Regions from separate parts of the Mus musculus genome. Here all the other regions are linked to region 1. A link is a contact called in public promoter capture Hi-C data. All regions are on one chromosome and are shown on one strand. The core of a region is the stretch at or near the end of the contact, and the rest is flanking DNA. Distances in the headings are between cores, read along the strand shown. Region 1 holds the start of Slit1 (slit guidance ligand 1). Region 2 overlaps Pik3ap1 (phosphoinositide-3-kinase adaptor protein 1). Region 3 overlaps Pik3ap1 (phosphoinositide-3-kinase adaptor protein 1).

Region 1 (4,106 bases), core at 534-3,033:
CAGCTGAGACTCATGAAAGTATGCTCCTGAGTTATCAAAATATGTATACCTTTTCTGACGCTCACTGTAGTCACCCAGGAGTGTGGAAAGAAAGAGGAGCATGGTTTCAAAGAAGCCACTAACCTTCCCCAAAGTATCAAAAAAAAAAAAAAATCCCCTGGTACAGTCACCTCTGAAAGTGTACAAAGGCCCTGTGTGTGACTAAAAATCCACTCGCACGACCCGCAGACCCCCCGGACTCACACTGCCGTGGTATCCTTAGGTGCCGGAATTTCACACCGACCACATTTGGCAGGAAAAGAGAAAATGTATCACACACGCTCCACCGTGCTCATGAGGCAGGTCTGGAAAGGGTGGAGTTACCTCAAAATCCAGAAGTACAAGAGAACAAGAGGGAAGGAAGGGTGGTTTTTATGACTTGTCACTGTCAATGTCTCCAACCTTATGTCCCAGTCCGAGCTCCTGGCCTCTAGTATCATCCCTGAGCTCGCAGTCCAGGACTCCTCTCACCCTGTAAGGGTTCCGATGTCATATTCCCCAAAACCCAAACCAAAGGCCCTCGGGTCCCATTGTCTGTCTGCCTGGGCTCAGGATGAAGACTGAAGGAGAGGGTAGGTTGCTTACACCTTCAAGGGAAGACTTATCCAGGCTCTGGGACCAAACAATGGGTAGAATAGGTGCTCAGAAACTTCTGGTCCGTGGCAGCGAGCCCTCAGAGCCCAAATCCACCTGCCCACTCAGAACCCAGCAAACCCCATGTGTCCAAAAGGAGACACCGTGCCTGGAGTCTGTGGGAAGCTGTTCTCCTAGGTGCCAGGAAGGCTCCAGGTACCCTAGAGGAATAAAGTGCTGTACAGTGGGAAGGACCTGTCACAGCGGAGAGCAGAGATCGCAAGGGGCAGGTGTGAGGAAGGGCTGAGGATGCTTCCAGGGCCCTTTGAATCTGGCACCTGCAAATGCGCTCCTGGTTTCTGGTTTCCTAAAAACCTACCAAGGCACTGACTCCTCTACTGGCGACGGAGCCCAACGGTCTAGCGCCCCCCACCCGATTCCGGTCCCTCTGATCCGTCAGGGTGGGAGAGCAACCAGGGGTCGAGGGGGTGGAGGGACTCCCAGTGGACGGGCGGATCCGTACTCACAGGCGCTCGGTGTTCCGTGGGATGTTCTTGGGGATGGCCTGCAAACCCGTGCCGTGGCAGTCCACCGTAGTGCCGGTGCAGGTGCAGAGGGCGGGGCACGCCGTGGCCCCCAGGCGCCACGCGGCTGCCCACAGCAGCAGCCACAGCTCCGGTCGGCTCAACCCCGAAGAGGACCCGCGCTGGGGCGTTAGCGCCATGGTGCCTTCGCCGTGTCCCGTTCGCGTGCCAGACGGCCGCAGCCGCTGACCATCCCCGTCCGGGGCTAGCTCCAGGTGCTATCCCCACCGAAGGACCGAAGAGCCGGTGGAATCGTGCGATGCGCCCTTGCGGATCGAGTGGTACCTAGATGCTCCCAGCGACAGCGTCTGTGCGTAGACCCAGGAAAGGCGTCTTAAGCGGAGGGCGCTCAGCTCCTCTCCCAGTGCTCGCTGCCGGCGTCTCCCTCTCCCTCCAGCTCCCAACTGACTGCTGTGAGGAGGAAAATGGGCAGGCCCCGCGCGCGCGCACACACACACACCTCGCGCGCGCGCGCACACACACACACACACATACACACTCACACCCGCACGCTCGCTCACACCCGGCAGTCATCCATCAATCGAAAAGCACACTTCCAGGGCCAGACTCCTTCCCGCCCTCCCCCCCAAGCACGGACCACCGCCCGCCTCCTCCCCACCACTTCTCTGCTGCTACAGAGGTCCAGCCGCTGGCATACAGTTTCAAAGGTGCAACCTCCCAGGCGCCAAGGGCTGCGGGGGCCCGGGGAAGGGGGCTTACAGACTGGACCTGCTCTGTAAGCTACACACACACACACACACACACACACACACACTGCAATGATGTGTACATTTAGACCAGTCACTTCAGTACCCTCAGCTACTAGGGCAGAGGAGCAAAAAGATTTTTTTTCCCTACACCTTCCCTTCCCTGGGACCACAGACTTCCCCAATGGCTGAAGAGGTCACCGGGCCCCACCAACTTCCTTTGTCAACTGTTGGTGAGGCTTCTTGTACCAGATGGCCTCTCCAAGCTGTCTTTCCTTGCCCAGCCTGGGACCTTGAGGGAAGAGACTTGAGAGAATATAAAAGCCTCAGGCCAGGTTAGTCTTCTCCCTCAACACATACTCTCCCTAAAGGCAGAACCCAACCTCTTCCGGGAACAGAAGCCAGCCAGCTGGGATGACAGGAGTCCTGACAGGACTTTGTAAGTCCGGAGGGGAGGTGTTTTCTACACAAGCCTCTCTACTGGTATACCAATAGGAAGCCACCTTGGAAATCCAGCAACTAGCCTCTCCACATCTGGCAGGTGGAAACAGAAGAAAAGGAATATTTGGTCCTCTCAAAAGGCCAGAGTGGAGAGAACACAGAACCTGTTTAGAAGAAAAAAACACCACCCAGTCAACTGGTACCTGAATAGGACCTCGGGCCTCACAGCCCCATGGGCAAGGAATTTTCTTATTCTGACAGAGTTGGGGATGTGGGTGTGAATAGGAAATCCAGTGAGGGACAGAATTCCCTCCAACCCCAGAAAAGAAAGCACCTCCCCCAAAACGGACAGCTGTGGCTCTCTGGGTCTCTAAAGAGCTGAGCTCCGGATGTGAGGGAGATCTGGCTGAGACATCTGTCATCCCATTGATCAACAGGGTTGATCTGGTGATCTGAGTGTCACTGTGGGTGTCCCCTTCCTCCTATTCCACACCATGTGCATCCCTTCCAAAGCTTTGCACTCAAAGAGAAGGACTTCCCCCCCCCCCCCCCCCCCCCCGATAAAGATGGCTCTGTCGAGCATTCCTCTGTTGGAAACTCCACGCAAGCTTTGGAGTTCGTGTTGAGCTGAGCTCCGGGAGTCAGGGCCCTATGTGCAGATAACAACTGGGCATCAGAAGTAGCTCAGATGGTCAAGAGTCAAAAGCCCCCCTAGTGGAGCTACTGCAGGGTCCCCCTTCTTGGGGGGAGGGGGGAGCAGAACCTAAGCCCAGCAATGACGGCAGTTTGTCACAGTGGTGAGATACTGAAGTCACCACACGATTAGAGGCGTGGGACTCACCTGGAACCATTGGATGCTTGGTTGTTTTCCCTCTGGATCAGACTCTTCCAGTTACTTTACCATATACTGCATAAGGCCCTGTGGTCAGCATGGCACACTTGAATGTCTGACTCCATTCAAGACAAGCCCTGGACCACACTTCTGATCAGAGCACAGTCTCTACATCCCAGCTCTATCTCTTGAAGACAAATTTGGTAACTTGGGGAGGGAGCTTTCTCTGCCAGTCCTTACAGTGTGATATCAAGAGCTTCTATCACTGGGATCTAAATATAAAAGGGCCACTTGCCTCTTTTCCCAGAAAGCCAGCCTGTCCTCTAAGGACTTTTCCCCCCCTCCCCCTCCCATCCCCCAGCACTAGGAAATCCTCACACTTTAGTGTCGTAATTGTCTATTCCTCAATAGTTGAAGCTGTTCACACTGGTGTTCCTTCCCTGACACCCCACTAGCAAAGTGCCACCCCTTTGCGTCCCTCACTTCCTCCTCTGGCACCAACCCCAGCATTTGGCACTTAGTAGGCCCATCACAGACAGTGCCCAAACTATGTACGCCTCCAACCTTCTGCTCCAGAGGTGTTCCTCTCTCCCAACCCCGTAATCTCAGAGGCTCTTAGAAGCCAGGACCCATGTGGGGAAGGGGAGAGTGTTGATTAACTGGGCGACATGCCCTGGAGTCCTCGGAGTGGCAGGGAGAACGGGGACGGGGAGGGGTGAGAGGAGGCGGGCGGGGGTGCAAGATCAACCTTGCTCATGGCTCTCGAGAGCTAGGCTCTACACTAGAAGCTTCCAGATTCGCCTGGCCAGTGAGTTCCAAGCAGGCCCTAAGCCAAGTTGTCAACGCCTGGCAAGGCCTGGCCTCTCCTTTGAAGGGAGGGGAGGAAGGAGGGCAACTCAGACCCAGGACAAAGACTCCCCAGCCAGCCCA
Region 2 (4,106 bases), core at 959-3,458, 430 kb before region 1:
AGCTACCTATGAATTAATAAATGTGCAGACAGCACAAAAGTGCTGTCGAATTCCTGACAGTGGTTACCTTTGAGGAAGGAGCAAGAATGACTGGCTCCAGCCAGCCAGCAGAGGACTGTACCCAGGATCACAATACTTAGCCTTTTAACTCGCGTGTGTATGTGTTTGTGTGTGTGTGTGTGTGTGTGTGTGTGTGTGTGTGTGTGTTTTACTAAAGTTCCTGATAGATCAAATGAATCAGAGACCTTAATTCCAGCAGAGGCAGGCAGAGCTCTGTGAGTTTAAGGTTAGCCTGGCCTATGTATAGAGATAACAAAAAAGAATCCAAATATTCACGATCATATTTTAATTACTATGTTACCTTTAGGAGGCAAAGTGAAAGTTTACTTTTATATTTTCACAAATATACAGTATATGAATCATACACACACACACCACACATACATATGTGTATACACACACACACACACACACACACACACACACATACAATCACACATTGTTGCAAGGAGATATAGGCAAGACTCAGTGGTTTTCTAGGATAAGCAGTGGAGAAAGTTAGCCCACTGATCTCTTTTTGTATTTTAAGGAATTCTTCTGCCTATTTAAAATAAATGAATGAATATTATGATGCTGTCTATGCTAACATAGGATCTCTCAAATAATAATAATTCCATAACCCCAGTCCAATCATAGGAAACACGGCACATCCAAATTGAGAGTTTACAAAGTTATCAACAAGCAAAGGTCTTCTTCAAGAGAATTGGGACTGAGAAAGCATGAGAACCAGCCCTAACTGGAAGGGACAGAGGGACAATCTGTGGGTCACAACAGCTGTTGTGACTGTGAAAGAAAAGAGGATGGATGGTGGGAAATGGAGAAACCTGAACAAGATGCTAATGTTAGACAATGAGGGGCAAGAAATGCATGGACTTCGGTATTCTTCAGTTTTTCTCTTAAAAACAAAAATAGCACAAGGGCATTTTCTTCCCAGTGCCAAGTAGCAAGCCCAGGGGCTTGCATATAATAGCAAAGTGCTCACCACTAAGCTAGGTGCTCATCACTAAGCTGGGTGCCCACCACTAAGCTGGGTGCTCACTACTAAGCTGGGTGCTCACCACTAAGCTGGGTGCTCACCACTAAGCTGGGTGCTCACCACTAAGCTGGGTGCTCACCACTAAGCTGAGTACTCATCACTAAGCTGACTGCTCATCACTAAGCTGGGTGCTCACCACTAGCTAGAACACAAGCTCCAAAAAAAAAAAAAATTCCTTGTAAGGAGAGGAATAAATGAGCAGAAAGGTGACTTCAGCAGCAAAAACAAGCAAGCATGACACACGGAGAGGACCCTCTGCTGAGCCCACTCTGTCCTCCTTTGCTATCGAGATAAGCACTTTCTGATGGGTGGCAGAGCAGGCATATGTAGATAGAATGATGGAGGTAGGAATAAAAAAATCAAATTTGTTTTACTTTATAGTCTTTATACTATATAGTATATTTATGGTGTTTTCATTAATCCTTAAGAGTCTGACATTGGAAGAAGAAAAACTAGGCTTTGCCAAATGGAAGTTTGGGTATCAGATCACAGTGCATAAACCTGTCTTGATTCTTCCACTCCTTCCTTCCTTTGCTTGAACTGACATCATACCGGCAACCCAATACCAACTAGTCTTTTATGGGCTTCTACCCTGGTTCTCAACCTGTGGGTCACGACCCCCTTGGGGTTATTGCATAGTAAACAGCTTACATATCAGATATTTACATTATGATTTGCAAACATAGCAAAATAACAGTTATAAAATAGCAATAAAATAATTTTATGGTTGGGGGTCGGCACAACATGAGGAACTGCATTAAGGAGCTGCAGCGTCAGAAAAGTTGAAACCGCTGCTCCAGAGCATTCACACCCACAAGATGACTTGGCTTGACACAGGTCCGCGTCTCAGAGGCAAGAAAGCATATCTGAACTCGGCAGTCATGGTTCTAGGAAATGAGAACTACATCAGGCAGAGGCAGGAACTACCCTGGGGAAAGGTTGTACCCACAAAAGCACACTTCTTATCACGTCTCCAGAGGTGCAGCTTCCAGGACCCCCATAACCAACACGCCAGAGTCATCGCTCCCCAGAGAGACTCAGAACGCGGGTCCTTAGCAGGTTTTCACAGCTGCGTACAGCTCCTCCCACATCCAGATATGTGACCAATCAGGGGTCATTCTCATCCTAGGTAATGTTGCCTAGAAACATGGTTGACATTTGGCTCTTATCGGGTTACCAGGGTAACAAAGCCAGGAAGTCAAACAAAGGTCAAATTCTCATGCAGAAAGGGAAATGAAAAGTGTTTCTATTAATTTTGCCCATCGTTATCCCGGGTCCGCTCATTTCAATCCATTCTGCTTCTCTTTTCCTGACTATAAAATGGTGGTGGCGACGGCACAGCTCAGTAGGTCTGTCGCGAGTGTCACATGAGAAGCCTTCCCAGAGCACAGCACAGTGTCCGCAAATACGAAGGGCTGGATGAACGCTCTCTATTATTTTTGTTATTAAATCCTATACCCAGCAAAGAAAATTTCAAAATAGAAGACTCTATTTACATGTTAAGAATTTCTAAGGGGTTTGGTATGCAGCTCACTAGCAAACAGCTTGCCTAATGTGCATTAAACTGATTTTATTATTTTATTTCCAGTACCACAAAAACATTTTTTTCATGGCATTAAGAACTGAACTTAGGAAAAAAATTGACACTATAGCTTATATATCCTTATGGGGCATATAGCGATAACTTTTTTAAGACTTATTTTTATTATCTTGGTTGCAAGCCTTATTAACAGCTGAGCCATCTCTTCTATTTTTATTTGCTAAGGTTTATTTTTTAAGTTTATTTTTATTTATTATTGTTATTATTATTATCATTATTATTACTGGCATGTGTGTATGCATGCGTGTGTGTGTGTGTGTGTGTGTGTGTGTGTGTGTGTGTGTGTGTGTGATGTGTGGATAAGTGCCACAAGGGCCAGAAGAGGACATTAGATCTCCTAGACCTGGAGTTACAGGAAGTTGTGAGCTGAGTGACATAAATGCTGAGAACTGAACACAGAACCTTTGAAAGAGCCACAAGGGCTCTTAACACTTGAGCCATCTTGTCTTTTCTTTGGTGGTTGTGGTTTTAGGTTTCACGTAGCCTGGGCTGACCTTGAACTTATTATGCAGCAGATAACCTTGAACATCTGGTCTTCCAGCCCCATCTCCCAAGGGCTGGAATTACACCACTCTCGGCTCACACAATGCTAATTTGATGTATGTTTACCGTGAAGATCGGGTTAGTTAACAATTCCATATCTTCAAACAGTTATCATGTTTTTGCTTGAAAGTCTCTGAACTTCTTTTAGTTCTCTATAAATATATAATAAACATTTATGAACTGTAGGCACCTTACTGACCAGAGAGCAGAATTTGTGTCATTCCCAACCAAGTGGATACAAGTGGCAAGATTCTTTTTTTTTTTTTTTTTTTGGTTTTTCCGAGACAGGGTTTCTCTGTGTAGCCCTGGCTGTCCTGGAACTCACTCTGTAGACCAGGCTGGCCTCGAATTCAGAAATCCGCCTGCCTCTGCCTCCTGAGTGCTGGGATTAAAGGTGTGCGCCACCACACCCGGCTTTTTGTTGATTTTTTTTTTAAATTTTTATCACAGCCACTCTAACTGGACTGAAATGCTACCTCACCGTGGTTTCAATTTGCATTTCCCTGGTGAGTCACGTTGAACATTTTCATATATTTGCTGGCAATTTGCATATTTCTAAAAAGAAAAGTCTAAAGTCTATATTAATTTCTGATCAGTTTCGGGTTTGTTTTTTTGTTATCTGAATTGTTCATATGTTTTAAACACCATTTTTTTTCCCTTTGGATACAGGGTCTCTGTGTCTGGCCTGGAGCTCACTATGCAGACTGGGTTGCCCTTGAACTCACAGATATCCACCTGCCTCTGCCTCCTAAATGCTGAAACTAGAGGTGTGGAACACCACACCTGGGTCTAACGTTTTCAAAGATTTTATTTCTGTCTATGTGTCTTTGTGTCTTGGGGAGCTCGCACATGTGCGAGCTCCAGAAG
Region 3 (4,106 bases), core at 599-3,098, 400 kb before region 1:
AGCCTACCCACCCACCCACCTTGATTAATGGGTATTCAATTTCCCATTCTACCAACCCCTTTCACTTACAGAACTACCCCAAAGAGTAACCATGTACACAGCTGGCTAAGAGTGAGCAGCTACTTCCAGTTGTCAGAAACTTTCACACTTGGTGGAAGGGGCTGGTGCCTGCCAGGCTCTTACCACTAAATGTGGCATTAAAGTCGGGGAAGGAAGGAAGTGAGGATCATGTTTTGGTATGAGAGTAAGTTAACTATGTTGATACTTATCATTCTATTCTTCATCTTCATCACCCCTCTCATACCCATGATGTCAAACTACTGAGTAGAACCCTAGGGACTCAACTACAGCTTTAAATATAGTCAGGGCAGCCGATGTACCTCCCTGGATAGAGACAAGGAGAAAGAAGAGGAAGAAGAGGAGGAGGAAGAAAAGGAGAAAGGATGAAGAATAAGAGGAGAGGAAGAAAGGGGGAAGGGAGGGAGAGAGGAAGGAAAGAAGGAATCCATTCTTTCTCCAGTCTTCAGGTTGACAGTGTTCCTGGCTCTTGGAACCTGGTTGACTCCCCTGCCATTCTACCCTGCTTCACCATCTGGGCGTTCTGCTCCAGCTGCAGAATCCTGAGACTGTCTGGCTTCACAGCACATCTGTATTTGCAGTATTGGACACAGCACATCTGTATTTGCAGTACTGGACACAGCACATCTGTATTTGCAGTACTGGGCAAACCGTAATCCTCTGCACAACTGACCCAGGTCTTTTCCAGCGCACAGAGGCGATTATATATTTTTGCTACTCTTGCCAAGTAATCCATTTGGTTCTCTTCAAGGTACATAAGGTACAAAATCAAGGGGTCACCCAAGAGGAGATGGGACCTCAGGGCTCTGTGGCCTTTACACATCGTCAGTCTACAGAAACTGTTCAAAGTGTTAGATTTGGATGGTTTTTGGTTTGCTTTTTCAAGCGAAGTATAACAGCTCTTCTCTTCTCCACCTGGCCCTACCTGCTCTTCAGCTTGAACAAAAATAGCACCAGGCTACCATGACAACCAGAGCGTGTGCTGGCCCTGTCCACTGAGGATAGATATGCCTATGGCTCTCCGGGCCCTTTGCCCATCGGAGTTGGGGCCAGGGTCCTCCAACCTCCCAAATCCAGTCCTCAGAAAGCATTCCAGTGTAGTAGGGTAGAGTTACTCCCTCCTCATCAGAGAGCTGAGAGTTTATCCAGAGTTCTCTACCTACCCAGTGGAGCCTCTGAACTTTTGTGTGTTCTTTTCAGTGTTCTCAGGCACCTGCGACAGAGGTGACCGTTTTGGTTTTTTGGTTTTTTGCTTGTTTTTATTTAGCTGATGAACCAAGGGAGGCAGGGGCTTGTGGGCTCAAGCTAGTCCCGAGCTGTTGGTGGAAAAGTCAGGACCTCAGGTCCGGTTGACAGAAAAGCAAGAGGCAGTGCTGCTCAGAAAACAGAACCCCAACAGGTGGAGAGGACTGACGCTGAGCCACAGTCAGACGAGTCCTAGTGTAAGCCTGGGTAGCAAGAAGGGGAAATCTCCTTCCCCTTTCTAAACAGGTTCATAAATGCCCGTTTCTGTCCCAGACTCGGCATCTCTCGGGTTGCCTTCGTGAGCCACAGACAACTCAAAAGGGCCCTGGAAAACTCTCCTGCCCTTAAGGTCCTTGCCAGGGTCTTGGGATGATGCCCCACCAAAGAGGTAAGGGCTGGCGGGGGGGGGGGGGCTTAGGGCCCCTGCTTCATTGCTCAGGAAACCCCAGTGTTGCTAACAAAGCGAGAGGCACCACGGCCCCCCCAGGCCCCAGCCTAGAGGCTTCCTCTTTCTTCATCTGTTTCCGACACTTATAAATGTGCTTCCTCTCTTTATGTAAATTTGGTTTAAATGGCACAGCGAAGTCTTGTAATGAGGCCATTAATAACTGGTCTTTTAACAGCCTCTTCTCGGCTTCCTGATTCAAGAATCAATTCTAATCTAGACAAACGGTGATGTCTGGATTTACTGGTGTAAGGACAGACAAATGGGCTTTGTTTGGGGCAGGCTGTGTGTGTAGCTTATTTTTACTCAGCCAAGTGAAGGCCGAAGGCAGGCCTTGAGAGTAAAACCAAACTTAGAAACTCCGTTCCTTTTGCGCCTCCACAGCCCAGTGGAGAAACTTCCAGAAAGGCACAGGAAGGCTTTTTCTTTTCCATTCAGCTGACCCCCTAACCTGACTCCTAGCCTCCAGGCAGCTGAAGCCAGAGAACTGGTTGGCCAGTTTCACTTTCCGTTTCTAAGGAGGGCCTTTCTGTCCTTCCCTCCTTGTGAGAAATGCTGTCTTGGCTTCTCAGCATGATCACAGTGAGGTGAAGTGTAGTGTTCCTTGGGAAAGGATTAAAGAAACACAGATTGAGCCACTTCAAATTCTGTTTTAAGGGCTGGTGAGATACTTGGCTGATAAAGGGGCTCGTCATCAACCAGACGACTTGAGTTCAGTCCCTGTGCCCTACATGTTAGGACTGAAGTGACTCCTGGAAATTGGACACATGAACCTGGTGGCCCATGTCCCCACCCCAACTCCCTGTCTCTCTCTCTCTCTCTCTCTCTCTCTCTCTCTCACACACACACACACACACACACACACACACACACACACACACACGTGGGCACACACGCACATGAGGGCACATACATCACCCTCCTTCCACCATCACCACCAAATAAAAACCTTCAAAATTTTTTAAGTTAAAAGCTGTAACTCTTTTAACCCAAGATCTTTTAGCTGTGCCCTCCCCCACCCCCAATAAAACCTGGAGGAGACCAAGACTCTAAAGACTTACTCTTTCCCAGAGCATACACACTTACTGAGAGGCTCTGGAAAATAAGTCCCCTCCGGCCACAGAAGCCTGGACTCCAGTCCCATCTGTCCTCTGCCAGGTTTTCCTGAACTTTAGCCTTTTCTCTCTCACAGCCTATTTCTATCTGCCTGGCCCGTCTCACGCCTTCCACGGGCAGAGCGATAAACTCCGGGAGCCCTGTGAAAACTGAAAAATGCTTGACAAAGTTAAAGCAATTAGTGTGCTCTATCTGGTGAGAGTAGATTCCCTGGCCTTCCTTCATCTCTGTATCCCCCAGAGCCAAGACCACAGTGTGAAATCAATAAAAGCTTCTTGCATGAATGAACGAATCGATGAATGAAGTCAGATGAACCATTTAAATTCCTAGCTGGGAAAACACCACCTCTACCTCAGGGAGTGTGACTGCAGGGCCTTGGGGCCCTGAGGCTTCCAAGATCGACTATGGAGAGAAACAGGAAACTGTGTGATCCCCTAATTTACGTCAGCAGGTTGAACCAAGATGCCCTGAAAATTTGGCAAGGTATCGGAAGGGTAGTTCAGGTCTTCTGAGAAGCAAAGGCTGCTGGGAACTGGGGAGGGAGAAAGAGGCAGGGAGAACCTTGAGCCTGAGTCCAAGAGAAGGAGATGAGAAAAAAAGGTTGGTGTGTGGAGGACAGCTCTGCAATCCTGTCAGGAGTGGTCAGGCCGGCTCTGGCTATCTATCGAAGATGTCTGTGCTTTCTGGGGAAGGGCTTGCTGGAGCATGTACCCCACTGTGGTCAGTTACTAGACAGAAGAAGCCAGCTTTTGGTCAAATGCTATACCGGATGTGGAGTGTGGCCCTGGGTCCTTAAGCAATTCCACCTTGGGTGTCTGGAGGCCTCCATGGCACACTCTCAAAGCCACCACTCAGGAGGCAATCCGTTAGAGCATGGGGTTCCGTATCCGGACAATCTGGACTGAATCCTGGTTACAAGCTGGTCACCTTGAGTAAGTTATTTAATTTCTCGGGACCTTGATTCTAACAACGGAGATTATGACTGCTACGTCTCGGGATTGTTATTGTTGAGCACTGCTCACCAGAAGCTGGGTGCTGAGGTCAAGGCAGCTGCATCTCATCGTTATTGTCATAATCATCGTTAGCAAGGAACCCCTATGAACCATTGAGATCTGAGGACGGCCCTCCTGTTACATCCCAGTGTTAGAGTTTTATGAGGCCGCCACAGAGGGATGGATCGCAGCCTAAAAAAAACCTCTGGCTTGGCAGTATTGCAGTTCAA

What was found. Promoter capture Hi-C pulls out the DNA fragments that hold promoters and counts their contacts.
Region 2: a contact with region 1 is called in a promoter capture Hi-C map of hippocampal neurons, with 5 times the contacts expected there. The contact joins the enhancer-like site here to the promoter of Slit1 in region 1. A contact is called at or near these places in 9 of 39 promoter capture datasets (the 3T3-L1 cell line, embryonic stem cells, hippocampal neurons and 2 more), 11 of 484 Hi-C or Micro-C datasets (the C2C12 cell line, CD4 T cells, cerebellum and 3 more) and 7 of 115 datasets of contacts at active chromatin or transcription factors (astrocytes, embryonic basal ganglia, embryonic forebrain and 3 more).
Region 3: a contact with region 1 is called in a promoter capture Hi-C map of pre-B cells, with 3 times the contacts expected there. The contact joins the enhancer-like site here to the promoter of Slit1 in region 1. A contact is called at or near these places in 6 of 39 promoter capture datasets (embryonic stem cells, pre-B cells and stem cell-derived epiblast-like cells), 1 of 15 datasets of contacts at CTCF or cohesin (the NIH/3T3 cell line), 1 of 115 datasets of contacts at active chromatin or transcription factors (astrocytes) and 1 of 9 other capture datasets (embryonic stem cells).

What each region holds. Positions count from the first base shown.
Region 1 is chr19:41,742,073-41,746,178 of GRCm38.p6, forward strand. It overlaps Slit1 (slit guidance ligand 1), which reads right to left and starts at 1,784. Exons shown (of 37, transcript NM_015748.3): 1 at 1,140-1,784. The coding sequence starts at 1,336.
Region 2 is chr19:41,309,078-41,313,183 of GRCm38.p6, forward strand. The region is part of intron 8 of Pik3ap1 (phosphoinositide-3-kinase adaptor protein 1); the gene reads right to left. Among named protein-coding and RNA genes, the nearest start is that of Gm52406, 28 kb to the left of the region's middle. Within about 2 kb of position 2,209, at least 81 of the 459 cell types and tissues checked have an H3K27ac peak or open chromatin away from gene starts, as enhancers often do. A contact at or near this core is called in forebrain and hippocampal neurons, where this site is marked.
Region 3 is chr19:41,343,338-41,347,443 of GRCm38.p6, forward strand. All of the region lies in intron 2 of Pik3ap1 (phosphoinositide-3-kinase adaptor protein 1), which reads right to left. Among named protein-coding and RNA genes, the nearest start is that of Pik3ap1, 40 kb to the right of the region's middle. Within about 2 kb of position 1,849, at least 159 of the 459 cell types and tissues checked have an H3K27ac peak or open chromatin away from gene starts, as enhancers often do. A contact at or near this core is called in astrocytes and pre-B cells, where this site is marked.